Regions from separate parts of the Mus musculus genome. Here region 1 is linked to region 2. A link is a contact called in public HiChIP or PLAC-seq data. All regions are on one chromosome and are shown on one strand. Each heading gives the region's core, a stretch centred on a gene start, on an enhancer-like site or on the middle of the called end of the contact. The rest is flanking DNA. Distances are from core to core; before and after follow the strand shown.

Region 1 (2,980 bases), core at 177-2,676, 120 kb before region 2:
TCAAAGTAAAAAGTTAAAAAAAAAAAAGGCAGTGAATATATGGCTCAGTGGTAAAATGCTTGCCTAGAATCCCCTAGTGAGTGCTGGGTGGTGGTGGCACACACCTTTAATCCCAGCACTTGGAAGGCAGAGACAAGTGGATTTCTGAGTTCGAGGTCAGCCTGGTCTACAGAGTGAGTTCCAGGACAGCCAAGGCTACAACAGAGAAACCCTGTCTTGAAAAAAAAAAAAAAAAGAAGAAGAAAGAAAAGAAAAAAGAATCCCCCAGTGAGCGGCTGGAGTGTGGTTCAGTGGTAGAGTCTATGCCTAGAATCCCCTAGTGAGGGGCAGGGGACATGGCTCTGTGGTAGAATAGCTGCCAAGCATGTGCCTTATGTGGGCTCAATATCCTTGTAGAAGCAAGCAAATAAAGTCAAAATGGCAAGTGTTTTGTTACTATCTGCATGCACAGTATATTGAAGCTATCACTACACCCTTCTACAGATGGTCATCTTCCTACTCCAAATTGCACACATTAGATATGAACTCCCCATCCCCACCCCTACTCTTCTACTTTCTGTAACTCCATATATCCAAACCAAAGTCTATAATATCTTCCCCTCTTCTTCTCCCTTTCCCTTTCCCTCTCCCTCTCCCCCTCCCCTCATTCTCTCTCTCTCTCTCTCTCTCTCTCTCTCTCTCTCTCTCTCTCTCTCTCTCTCTCTCTCTCTCTCTCATCTATCAATTTTGAGACAAAGTCTCACTATAGCGCTCTTACTGGTGTCCAGCTCATGAAATCCTCCTGCTTCAGTTCAACTAGTTTCATTTCTACATTGTCAGTGCAAATGGAGGGCTGTGTTGGCCAGACCTCTGTTTGTTAGAGGTGTCCTAGGCATAGTCAAATAGATAGGGCCCAGCCCCAGCCTCATACCCATGTCTGATACCCTACTGACTAAACCTTGAGAGGGAAGAGATTGGCTGGTGCCACTGGGCAAATTTCTTATGGGTACAAGTGGGAACTGGGATAGAGAACACATCTCCATTTCATTATGGTCTCTGTCCTTTGCCAGCTGTGGTGGGCAGTTTGCTTGCCTTGAGAGCAGGGCAGATTATGGGAGCCTTCCATCATCGAATTATTATTCTCCTCAGCTCACTTTTCACCTATCCATGAATTCACACGAGTTCACTTTTCATTCACCCTTGGTTCTTTCCCACATCCCAAGCCCTTTCTATGAGTCCTCAGCCATAAGCCACCTTCCCTGCCAAAACCATTTCCTTGAGGCCCGGGTTTTCTGACTATGAAGACAGAAGTCTGTTGTGGCTGGGTGCCAGCAGGTGGGGCTCAGCCCTGCTGGTCTGATGGCCTTGGCTGGCCCTTCCAGACAGTGGACAGTACTGACCTTGGCTGGCCATTTCAGTCCATGGACAGTCCCAGCCTCACTCCCCCAGTTCCGCTGAATCAGCTGGGCTGGCGGGTGACTCATGTTGAGGTCAGGCCCCCTGGCTGTATTCTGGGGAGACAAGCAGCAGCCTCCTGCAAGACTGGGGCTGGGTGACTTCACATCCAGAGTACCCTGGTCCTAGCTTTAGATTTAGTGTCCCCTTCTGCTCCCCCCACCCCTACTTTCAGTTAGTTTACTTCCTCTGAGATCAGCTGGCCCTGGTCCTGCCAGGAAGTCTTCATTGACCCAGCCTGGCTGCTTTCTAGCTGCACTTGCCTCTGTGATGTCACCACATTGGGAAGCTGGTGCCTGAGGCCTCCTCCACCATCTCCAGCTCCAGTTGGTTGGTAATGATCCTGCTTCATCCTGTCTGTGTCCTGTCTGTGCCCATAGACTAAGAGGCTAGTATGGGTAACAGTGTTATACTGTCTTTAAAAATTAAAGTAAAAATAAAAACAAATGTAAGCTGGGAGTGGTGGTGTATGTCTTTAATCCTAGCACTCAGGAGGCCAAGGCAGGGGGATCTCTGTGAGTATGAGGCCAGCTTGGTCTACAAAGCAAATTCCAGGACAGCCAGGGTTACCTACATAGTGAGATACTGTCTCAAAAACAAAAACAAACAAAAAAATCCCATACAAATGTATATGCACGCGCGTGTGGGCGCATGTGTGTGCATACACCTCCTCCAACCATGTCCCCCTTTTTACTAGGCTAGCTGGCCATCAAGTCCCTGGAACCTCCCTATTTCTGCTGCCCAGTGCTAGGATCACAGCTACACAGTGCCACACCTGGCTTTTTGCATGGGTGCTGGGGACTAACTTGGGTTCTCGTGTCTGTGCATCAAGCACTTTACCCAATGAACCACCTCCCCAACACCATTGCTCTTGTTTGAGATAGAATCTCTCACTGGTCTGGAATTTGTCAAGTAGGCTAGGTTGGCTGGCTGGCCATGGAGGCCCAGGTATCTTCCACTTTTCTAGCACTGGGATTACATTTATGCCCCAACATGGCTTCTCCCTCCCTCCCCCCTTTTCCTTCTTTAGCAGTGCCACTGTGTAGTCTAGACTTGAGATCCTCCCCTCTCAGCCTCCCAGGTGTTGGGATTGCAGATGTGTGATATCAAGCCTTGCTCCTAGTTTTTATTATCTGTTTGGCAAAAGGCAAGTTGCTTAACTTCTCAGAGCTTCGATGATCTCACCATGAACGGGGAGGAGTATTTGCCTCGAAGGCCTGGTTTTAGCAGGGCATGGGATTGTGGATAAGGTGTGTTAACTCAGCAAAAGAAGCTCACAGGCTCAAAGTTATCATGGCATAGAACATCACATCTGATCATGCATAATGACAAGCACATCAGCTGTAGTACCCACAGTTGGTAGACACAGATTGGCTACTTTCTTGCTGGCACATGGCTTGGGTTGTATGTAGCCCTGATATGTGGCCACCTAGAGAGGACCCATCCTAGCCCAAAGGAGCTACCTTTCTCCTGGACCCTCATTCTCCAAGTATCCTTAGGTAGACCCTGTCCCTGCTCAGGGACCCTTGTGAGTCAGGCAGCCATC
Region 2 (3,152 bases), core at 263-2,762:
AATCTCCCAGTGAGGAGCTGGGGTGTGGCTCAGTGGTGAAGTCCTTGCCTAGAATCCCCCAGGGAGGGGGTGGGGGTGTGGCTCAGTGGTAGAGCCCCTGCCTAGAATCCCCCAGGGAGGGGCTGGGGGCGTGGCTCAGTGGTGGAGTCCTTGCCTAGAATCCCCCAGTGAGGGGCTGGCAAGTGTGCCTTGGCAGTGGAGTTCCTGTGCAGCATGTGAGGTCCTCGGTTCTGTCCCCAGGAAGCACATACAGCTTGGACTATGTGCGATATCCTTCATCTCTTCCTAAGATTATTTATGTATGTCACATGAACAGGATGAAAATGCTGTCTGTTGGTGCTACTGTGTATCACTTCCTAACCCTGATGTAAGGACATCACCTGTGACTTCAGCTTAGGTATGTCAGGAGCATTTTCTTGACACCTCAGCAATTGGCTGACACCACACGCCCTGCCCGCCTTTCCCCAGGGCTGGCAGTGAAATATTCACCTTCTCTGAAGCCTGGTTATCTTGGAACAGGCTCTGCCATGGGTGGGGAGGGCGTGGTGACAGGCATGTGTGGCAGAGAAACTACCTGTCTAAGAGACACTGGAGGAGATGCCAGCCTGAGGCCTGGGGCTCTGTCTTCTGCTCAGTATCTTCCAGGCTCTGTCACTCATCTGTATGGCTCCTGCAGCTACTCCCTTCTCTTCCTCAGCTCCATTCTACTCAAAACATCTGCAGAGACCATGTGCCCTCCCTGGGTCTCCACAGGAGTAACTGCAAGCTCTTCAGGGTCCAAGCTTGAGTCTTGCCAACTCTGAGGCTTTGAATAGACACCTTGCTTTTTTTTTCCCCTTGTCGGTTGGGATAGTCTATGAGCTCGGACTCATGAAGGCATCCCTTGACAGATAAGTGCCCATGGGCAGTCACCCTGGAGGGCGATGGCTAGTACTCATGGCCCCAGAAACCCTGGCTCAATAGGAACCTTTACTTACAGACACTGGTAGACTGGACCCCTGAGCCTACCCATGGGGCTTATTCTACCTCAGCTAGAATGGCACTAGCAGACAGGGCTGCCGACCACCAAAGCAAGGGGTTCCTCAGGGTGAAGATATATACGGGAAGTGAATTCCAAGGTGCCTAAGTGACAGGTCAGAACCTCTCTATTGTCACCTCCAGTTTGTTCTGGGAGCTCAGGTGCCCCTTCGTGCACTGAGAAAGCCGCCATGCTCATTCGTTCAAAACCTGAGCGGGCTCCAGCTGCCAGCACAGAGTGAGAGGGCGATGCTCTTGTCAGGCGAAGGCTGAGGGGTCTCATCAACACTCTGGAGGGCACAGCCTGGCTTCAGAGCAGTGCTGCATGGCACCATCCCAGCTCTCCCGTCCTCACCCCGAGCTGTGCCCTGCAGACAAATACACATTCCTCAGCAATGAGATCAGCGGGCCCCCAGCAGGAGCTGCTGGGGAACTTGTCCCCACTTGTGATGACAGTAGGTCAGATCACCACAGCTGGAAACCAGGGGAGTTGTGTCCTGGGGCCAGCTGGCCTGCTGCAGTCTCACACTGTCTAAGACCTGGTATGCAGGAGGTGAGAGGAGCCCCAGGCTGGGCCGGTTCCTGCCCGCCCAGGGATGGCCACTCCACAGAGGAATTGGGGCCCATCCTCAGGTGGCCCCCAGGCTCTCTTAGAAATGTGAAACTTGAGGATCTGTCTTGTCAGTTTATAATCGCTATTTCCTTTGAGGTGTGTCAGGGCTCCACCCCTTGGCCTATAGTCTGACCCCACTCCGGACTAAGACCCCCAGTAGCCTCATGCTCTGTGTACAGCTGGCTCTCTAACAACCTGTGGCCATCATGTCCACCTGGAAAATGGTCCTGAGCCAACACTGAGCTCCACACATCTACTTTAGAGGCCCGGTGGCAAGCAGCCCACTGTCTACTGAAGGCCCAAGACTCTAGCTTTACCCCTTGTAACAGGACAGCTGTGGGCCACAGTGTGGGCCACAGTGATGTCCTCTGTTGGAACCCAACACTGGCTTGTGTTGGCCTCATGACTAGGAACCTTGCTTGGTCCAGTGCTCTGAGCTGCTCAAAGCTTAGGAACTGTGCCTAGCAGAGCCCACACCCTCTCCTTGGCCCAACTGGACAGATGTTACCCAAGACCAGGGGCTTGCCACAGGGTTCTATCTTTAACTTTGGGGCAGCCATTTCCCTTCTATTCTGAGAGGAAAAAATTCCAGTGTTGCTGGGTTCAAAGGATTCCAGAAGATGAATCTACCAGAACAAGTGTGGCCTTCGCCACAGACCTCAAACATGGCTATCACTGTGTCCCATAAAGGTGGGGGAGGAGAGGGGCAGAGAACTGGACTGTGCTCAACTGGAATGAATTCCCAAGAGGCCCACTGCCTGGCTGATGTGTATGTGTGTCTTGCAGCTTTGGTCAGACTATCTTTCTGACCCACTTACACCTAGCCCACAACTCTGCCAGCCTTCCTAGCACCCACATCTGTATGCCCAGTGTTCTCCTGCTCTAGGCCTTTGTACCTCCCATCTGCTGTCTGCCTGCTGCACACATCTCTCAGATCCACATACCACCTGGTCCCTATCATTCAGGTCTCAGCCATTGATCAGTTCTTTCCCTGACTTCCTGTTCAGCAGCCCTGCCTCTACCCTGGGACCCCACTTCCTGTTTTAGGGTGATCCTCATATCTAGGATGATTTTGCTTGTTGCATTTCTTACCTCCTGACTCCACCCCCAGGTTCTTTTTCTTCCCCAGTCTCTTTCTCAGGGCTCTACCTGTCTCCTGTCATATGCTAGGAGTAATGAATTTGTTTGGTGAATGAATGAATGAATGAATGAATGAATGAATGAATAATGCTCAAACTGCCCTGACCTTTTTTCTCTTTTGACATGTGTACATGCACTTGTGTGTGTGTCTGTGTCTGTGTGTGTGTGTGTGTGCGCACAGTCCAGCAGGTTAATCCATGTGGATGCCAGAGGACAGTCTTAGGTGTTGTTTCTCAGGCACTGTCCACGTTTTCTTTGTTTAATCTTTTGAGACAGGGTCTCTCACTAGCCTGGAGCTTAGTGATTTGGTGAGGTTGGCTGGCTGGCTGGAAGCCACACAGACTTGCCTGTCTCTGCCTCCCCAGAGTTGGGATCAGAGTAC

The links. HiChIP or PLAC-seq counts read pairs in DNA pulled down with a chosen protein or histone mark.
Region 1: a contact with region 2 is called in an HNF4G HiChIP or PLAC-seq map of pancreatic cancer cells. The contact joins two enhancer-like sites. A contact is called at or near these places in 2 of 115 datasets of contacts at active chromatin or transcription factors (embryonic stem cells and pancreatic cancer cells) and 3 of 9 other capture datasets (adipose tissue, liver and pancreatic islet).

The regions. Positions count from the first base shown.
Region 1 is chr5:139,013,712-139,016,691 of GRCm38.p6, reverse strand. No RefSeq gene overlaps it. Among named protein-coding and RNA genes, the nearest start is that of Pdgfa, 20 kb to the right of the region's middle. Within about 2 kb of position 1,426, at least 73 of the 459 cell types and tissues checked have an H3K27ac peak or open chromatin away from gene starts, as enhancers often do. A contact at or near this core is called in pancreatic cancer cells, where this site is marked.
Region 2 is chr5:138,896,936-138,900,087 of GRCm38.p6, reverse strand. It overlaps the pseudogene Gm31891. Among named protein-coding and RNA genes, the nearest start is that of Gm38726, 36 kb to the left of the region's middle. Within about 2 kb of position 1,512, at least 39 of the 459 cell types and tissues checked have an H3K27ac peak or open chromatin away from gene starts, as enhancers often do. A contact at or near this core is called in pancreatic cancer cells, where this site is marked.